Linked DNA regions of Hordeum vulgare: region 1 is linked to region 2. A link is a contact called in public Hi-C data. All regions are on one chromosome and are shown on one strand. Each heading gives the region's core, a stretch centred on a gene start, on an enhancer-like site or on the middle of the called end of the contact. The rest is flanking DNA. Distances are from core to core; before and after follow the strand shown.

Region 1 (4,098 bases), core at 38-2,537, 410 kb after region 2:
AGATTTTTAGATTTAGAATAAATATTTTAATCTAAAAACGTTAATGATAAACCTTTTTTATATATGATATTAATTTAATTTATTTAAAATATCTTTTTATTCGATTTTAACCCAAATTATATCTTTTTTATACATCAGTAATAACTTTTTATATATTTGACATTTCATAAATATATTATTAATATTTATTCAAGTATCTTGTACTTCCTCTGTTTCTAAATATTTGTTGTTGGGGAGAACTAGGCTAGTTCTCTCCAACAACAAATATTGTGGTACTGAGGAAGTACGTGTTTAACACTTATAGATACATGATTTACATTTGTTCTTACATGATCAAGAATTTGAAAAAATATATAGTTTTATGTATTACTTACTCTGTACATAAATACTTGTACTTGAGGAGAACTAGTCTAGTTCTTTCCAACTACAAATATTTAGGAACAGAGGGAGTAGTTTTTAATGCATGGTCGACATTTTTGTTCTACATTAAGTATGTTTTATTACAAGTTTAAAATTTGGATATCTACTTTTTCCATTCACAATATACAAATTTTTTATACACATCAGAAATAAAATTATATACATGTGTAGCGTTTCGGAAATGATTAAGATTTTCAAAAATATAATATTTATGTCTACTTTTTCCATAACTATTGTATATTTTATGTACACATTTTCATGTATATCGGAAACATTTTCTCTATACATATTAAATATTTTCGAAATGCATGATTAACATTTCTAAAAATTGTGGGTAAAGTATACTTTTGTAATATATATGCTTCAAATATTTGGAAGTATACAAGAAATAAAAAAGAAAAGAAAAACACATATGATAAAAAGAAAAAAAAAGCCAGTGGCCACCTACGTGCCTTGGTTGGCCCAGTATGGCGCTCGTTTCACGCGAGGCTAGCATCGAACTCGCGTCGAGGGAGGTATAGACGCACATGTCCACACATTTTACCAATTTCACTGTAACTCATGAAACATGCGCAAATAGGAGTTGGGCAAAGGAAGCGTCCAGCAGGCAAATGAACCAGCTAACTGGGTCGCCGCAAAATAATGTTAGCCATGAGCTGGCCGCATAGGGTGCAGTACCATTCAAACTACAGTTTGGTTAAATGTTGGGATAGACTTTGTTGTAAATTTGGTTATGGCAGAAAAGTCTTCTTGAATAATGAGAATCTCCTTTTCCCCGTCAAAAGACAAACAATCTAGGTCGCCGTACACATAAGCTCCCCACTAGCGCTGAGCTCTCCTTCTTTTGCGGCGACTATATCTCACTTCACGCGAACAAAAGGATACCTCGTGTGAAGCATCTGCAATAATGGGCTGGCCCATTAGCACATACTAAAACAAGAAAGTAGGTAGAAAAACTGGTGAGCTCCTACCTGCCGCTTGTTGCGGTAGGGACAAGCCGCAAAGAACAGGAGCTCACTCCAACTGGACCGGCCCCGAATTGTTTTCCTAAAATCCAATAAATGTTTTTCTATTTTTTTTTCTTTTTTTCTTTTTTTCTTTTTTGCTTATTTGCTTACTTTTTTTTGTTTTTTTTGTTTTTATTTCTTTTTTTCCTTTCCTTTTTGTATTTGAATCACAAACATTTGTCGAATTTGAAAAACAATTTTGAAAATCATGAACAAATTTGGAGACGCGAACAATTTTCTAATGTACGAACATTTTTTGAATCTTTAGAACAACAGTTTGAAAAGGAGAACTATTTTGAAAAACCCAGAACAAATTTTAAAGTGCGAACAAATTTTTAAACACGAACAGTTTTTCAATTTGAGAACAAAATTTTGAAACAGAGAACAATTTTGAAAAATCGTGAACAAATTTGGAAGCGTGATTTTTTTTTAAACACGAACATTTTTCGTATCTTGAGAACAAAAGTTTGAAAAGAAAAACAATTTCGAAAAACCTAAAACAAACATGAAAGCATGAATAAATATTAAAAGCACGAACATTTTTTGAATTTTGATTTTTTTCTGAAACCGAGGACAACTTTTAAAAATCGTGATCCAATTTGGAAGCGCAAACAATTCTTTAAAGCACAAACATTTTTTCAATATTGAGAACAAAATTTTATAACGGAGAAATATTTTGAAAAACCACGCACAAATTGGGAAGATCCAATAACAATTTGAAAAGCAAGGACATTTTCTAAATTTTGAGAACAAATTTTAAAACCGAGTTTTTTTTTCAAAAATCCTAAACAAGTTTGGAAGCACGAACAATTTTTTAAAGCACACACATTTTTTGAATCTTCAGAATTGTTTTTGAAACGTAGAACTATTTAAAAAACACTGAATTTTTTTGGAAGGAAGAACAATTTTTTTAAACACAAACATGTTTTAAAACATGAATATTGAGAACAAAATTTGAAACGGATAACAATTTTGAAAATTCCTGAGCAAATTTGAAGCGCAAACAATAATTTAGAGCATGAACATTTTTTTAGTCTCGAGAAATTTTTTTTACAAAATAACCTAGCAAATTTGAAATAATTATTAAAGCACGAATATTTTTTGAATCTTGAGAACTAATTTTGAAACCGAGAACTAATTTGAATCTTAAGAATAAATTGGAAAACCGAGAACAATTTTTTTTAAAATTGAGAATGTTTTTTGAAAATACAAAACCATTTTTTAAAAATCGAGAACATTTTTTATACAGAAAAAGAAAATAAAAAACAGAAAAGAAAAAAAATCGGATCAGGGAATCTTCTAGAAGTTTCCAAAAACTAAAAAAAAAAACTGCTTGATCCAGTAGAACGTTCCCAAAACCGGAGTGCTGCAGCCAGGCAGCCCTCTCCCGCTCCGTTCCGTGTGAAGCCCCGACATAATTTCCCACAGAGCCGCGAATAAGGTTTTCCGCTCCTACCCGCCGCTCGTAGCGGCAGGGACGAGCTGCATCGCACAAGGGCTTGCCCGACTGGCCGGCCCAGCTTATTGTTTTTCCTTAAAATATTTGTAATTAACTTTTTATTTATATTTTCCTTTTCTGCTTATTTCCTTTATTTTTTACTTTTTTGCTTACTTTTTGTTTATTTTTCATTTTATTTTCGTATTTGAAACATTTTGTTTTTTCTAATTTGAAGAACAATGTTTAAAAATCGTGAACAAATTTAGAAGCGCGAATGATTATTTTATAGCACAAACTTTTTTTAAATATTGAGAACAAAATTTTAAAAAGAGAACAACTTCGAAAAACTCCGAACAAATTTGAAAGCGTGAACAAATTTTTAAAGCATAGACATTTTTTGAATTTTGAGAACAAATTTTGAAACCGAGAACAATTTTGAAAAATCATGAACAAATTTGGAACCACAAATATTTCTTTAAAGTTTGACATTTTTTGAATCTTGAGAACATAATTTTAAAAAGGAGAACAATTTTGACAAACCCCGAATCAATTTGAAAGCACAAACAAATTTTTAAAGCACGAATATTTTTTAAATTTTGCGAACAAATTTTGAAACAGTGAACAATTTTAAAGTTTCTTTGTTTTTCTTTGTTTCTTTATTAGTTTTCACGTTTTTTCATTCCTTTAGCATTTGCTTCTTCAATTTATTTTTTAATTTTTTGGGGATTTATATTGTTTTTATTTCTATTGGTTTTATTATTCATTTCTATTATATGTGCAATACATGTTTAACATTGTTAAAATACGAGTTTAAGATTTCTTGAATACATAGTCAGTATTTACTATATTCATTTTCAACAGTTTTTAAATACTTGACTAACATTTTTCAAATATAATATTAACATTTAGGAATACACGGTCAAAAACATTTTTGTACACTCTTTAAAAAAAATTCCATGTATAAGATTGACATTTTTTAACTCATGCTTACATTCTACATGTGCAATACATGTTTAACATTTTTCAAATACGAATTTTAAGATTTCTTGAATACATGGTCAATGTTTACTATACTCATTTTCAACAGTTTTTAAATACCTGATTAACATTTTTCAGATATAACATTAGTATTTTTAGAATACATGGTCAAAAACATTTATGTACACTCTTTTAAACATTTTCCAAGTTTAAGATTAGCATTTTTTAACTTATGCTTACATTCTTTTCTATACG
Region 2 (3,645 bases), core at 428-2,927:
TTTCTGATTGTCATCAACAAGGTCAAGCTCGCATAGGGGAGCGTCGACAACGACGCGTCGGTGGCTCGTTGGGATAACGGTAGTTGTCGTTCGATGGTCTCGAAATTTCGATGTAATTTTTTATTATGTTTAAAGTGCTTTGTACTTTCGATAATTTTCGATAATAAAAAGATTTGGCATATGAGATGCTTCATGTGGCAAGATTTGATGTGAAGTGCTTCAAATCTACTCAGTGGTTCAATGACGACGACTACAGCTCTAAGGGACTGGTCCTTTGGGGCACGTGCATGAAGATTTTTCGATTGTCATCAACAAGGTCAAGCTGACATAGGGGAGCGTCGACAACGACGCATCGGTGGCTCGTTCGAATAACGGTAGTGGTCGCTCGATGGTCTCGAAATTTTGATGTAATTTTTTTATTATGTTTAAAGTGCTTTGTACTTTCGATAATTTTCGATAATAAAAAGAGTTGGCATATGAGGTGCTTCATGTGGTGAGATTTGATGTGAGGTGCTTCAAATCTATTCAGTGGTTCAATGACCACGACTACAACTCCAAGGGACTGGTCCTTTGGGGCACGTGCATGAAGATTTTCTTATTGTCATCAACAAGGTCAAGCTGGCTCAGTTAGGGGAGCGTCGACAACGACGCGTCGGTGGCTCGTTCGAATAACGGTAGTTCGATGGTCTCGAAATTTTGATGTAATTTTTTTATTATGAAAATGCTTTGTACTTTCGATAATTTTCGATAATAAAGAGTTGGGAGGTGCTTCATGTGGCGAGATTTGATGTGAGGTGCTTCAAATCTATTCAGTGGTTCAATAACGACGACTACAACTCCAAGAGACTGGTCCTTTGGGGCACGTGCATAAAGATTTTCTGATTGTCATTAACAAGGTCAAGCTGGCTCAGTTAGGGGAGCGTCGACAATGACGCGTCGGTGGCTCGTTCGAATAACGGTAATGGTCGTTCAATGGTCTCGAAATCTTGATGTTGTTTTTTAATTATGTTTAAAGTGTTTTATACTTTTAATAAATTTCGATGATAAAAAGAGTTGGCATATATGAGGTTAGGAGAGTAAGGGCCAAGCGCACGCACGATAATTACACGTTGCGGGCTCGTTTAAAGGAGAACCCCCGCACGTCATCTCTTGTTAAGAGGCGGGCTACGGCTGGGAGTGTCCCCCGCAGCACACACACAATGCCAAATCGACATTGCATACCCTAGACGACCATTGTCCGACATATTTAAGCTCTAGCTCTCTCTAGAGACGATAATGAAGGGAAAGATCGATCCATGATATTGAAATCAAGGAACGCAACAATTCCCTGTTGGGTTCGTGCGTGCGCGGCCTCCGACAATCCCAAACCACAGAGATGCCAACTCTAGCCCTCCAAAGCTGGAGTCATAGGCGCGCACCATCACGCCCGGCCGATGCATGGGACGGCCGGCACGTATATATCCCGGCGACGTCGGCGCTCGATTAGCGGTCTGGTACTATTCGAACGAAACGTCGTATTTCCCCCCCAAAACGGAAAAATAATGCTGGCCGCTCGCGTGAAATTTCGAAGCGGGCCCAAGTAACTGGGCCGCACAAGCCCGGGTAGAGCCCATTCCGAACCCCCTCTTTCTCCTATCTCCCTCGTTCCTCCTGTGTACTGAGCAGTGAGGGGAAGGGAGTGACGGTTCTCCAATCACAAACCGAGCAGCGAAATCCCAATTCAAAAATCCCTCGGCAAACCCTCATCAGCGAACAGCGCGCCGCGCCAGATCGGACCGCCGCGCGCCCGCCGTAGATGGAGGCGGCGCGGGATTCGATGGCGGCCCTCCTCGACGCCGGCCTCTTCGACTCCGCCCAGACGCTCGTACGTAACCCCCGCCCCCGCCCCCACTCTGAAATCGCTAGGGTTTTGCCCCGGATCAACTGCTCCGTTGCTTGCCTGTGGCGCGCGTGTGCCGGCTGCTCGCTGGTGGCTAGGTAGTTGAGCTAGGGAGCGAGCTGGCTTGCTGGCCTAGGAATTGGAGAAAGAATCCCGCGCTCCAAAAGGGGGCCTTAGCCGAGTTGCGAAAGGAAAACAGGGGTTTCTCGTTAGATTTTCCTTCTGTACAGAGGTTTTCAGGTGGGAATACTAATTCTTCATGACTTGCAGGGATGCTTTCTTGTGTCTTCTGGCGGCGCAAGTAACGAGGCCAGCATGTCCATGAAGGCAGAAAGCTTGGTAAGTTGCCCTTTGTAGCTCGGTAGGGGAATTGGGTACTAGCTCGGTCCTACTCTTAAACGATGTTGCACTGCCGAATGTCCATTTCTATTGCCTAGATGGCACAATGTTCACATTTCGTGCCTGAAATGTTGCGTGCTGTATTGCAGGTCCTGCATGGTGATGCGTTGTATGGGGAGAAAGAGTTTCGGAGGGCACTGGTAACATTGCCGAGAAACCATGCTTGATTAGAAATTTAGAATGCAACGAGGAACTTTATTGTGTCGGAAAGCTGAGCATACATTTGACTGTTCAGTGCTTACGGTTGAAATTTAAGTTTCTTATTTTCCACTTTTTGATCATTATAGAATGTCTACAAGCAAGCTATGCAATGTAGCAAAAGTATCCCCAGACAAGCTACAAGTACTGCCAGAATCTCAGTTTCCACTACTGTCCGATCAAATGTTACGCCGTTCAATGAAAATGAGGTGTGAAGACCACAACAGACCATTTGATGTTTCTTGCGTTGGTAATTTATTTTCTATACACCTCTAGCAAGTAACTCAGTTCAGTTTTGCTCTACTGTTGTAGGTGAAGTCTAAAATAGCTATTTGCCATTCTGCTCTACATGAGTATCGTGAAGCACTTCAAGAGGTTTGGGGTTTTAAAATTTGTGTAGGATGATTTGGATCTAGATGTGGTTTGTTCATCTGACAATGACAATTGGTGCAAAGTTTGACCTACATGTTTTCTGCAGATGGAAGGGATTCCTTCTAAATTGAGAAGTCTAAAAATGAATCTGATGTTAGGCAAGCTTTATCGGATATCCAGAAATAATCGTGCGGCTGCTATATGTTATAAAGAGTGTTTGAGGTACAACATACCAAAAGCTTTGCTTTCTAGGTCCTGAATTCTGCAACTAAATAGTCCCTCTGATCCATAACATAAGCTGTTTTGGAGTTTCTCTCAGTCAAACATTTTTTCAGTTTGACCATCATTCTACAAAATATTGCCAAAATGTTCAATATGGAATTGATAGTACTAGATTTCTCATGAAATGTACCTTTATAATATATAATTTACTGAATTACATCTGTTGTAACAACATACTTTGTAAACATTTATGGTCATAGTGTTACCTTGAAGACTCTGTCATGGTCCTAAATTACTTATATTATGAATCAGAGGAAGTAGGTCACAGATATTGATATTTTCTGTTCGATCATATTTTCGTACACATCGATATGCAAACCGCAAAGTTTTTCTCCACTAAGAGTATTGCCTCATATGGTTACTCTTTCATGATGTAATTTGACAAGTTGTTTTCGACATCTTTGTGCTTTTCTGCTAGGCAATGTCCTTACATATTTGAGGCTATTGCAGCTTTGGCTGAAATGGGGCTTTCTTCGAAGGAGTTCTCTTTACTATTTTCCCAAGTAAGTGCACAC

The links. Hi-C and Micro-C count contacts between places; a contact is called where the count stands out from the background.
Region 1: a contact with region 2 is called in a Hi-C map of seedling, with 3 times the contacts expected there. The contact joins the enhancer-like site here to the promoter of LOC123425353 in region 2. A contact is called at or near these places in 2 of 6 Hi-C or Micro-C datasets (leaf and seedling).

The regions. Positions count from the first base shown.
Region 1 is chr1H:82,772,929-82,777,026 of MorexV3_pseudomolecules_assembly, forward strand. No RefSeq gene overlaps it. Among protein-coding and RNA genes, the nearest start is that of LOC123425362, 150 kb to the right of the region's middle. Within about 2 kb of position 1,288, at least 3 of the 3 cell types and tissues checked have open chromatin away from gene starts, as enhancers often do. A contact at or near this core is called in leaf and seedling, where this site is marked.
Region 2 is chr1H:82,364,487-82,368,131 of MorexV3_pseudomolecules_assembly, forward strand. LOC123425353 (anaphase-promoting complex subunit 7) reads left to right here and starts at 1,678. Exons shown (of 18, transcript XM_045109042.1): 1 at 1,678-1,864; 2 at 2,150-2,218; 3 at 2,368-2,418; 4 at 2,566-2,685; 5 at 2,789-2,851; 6 at 2,955-3,070; 7 at 3,549-3,633. The coding sequence starts at 1,796.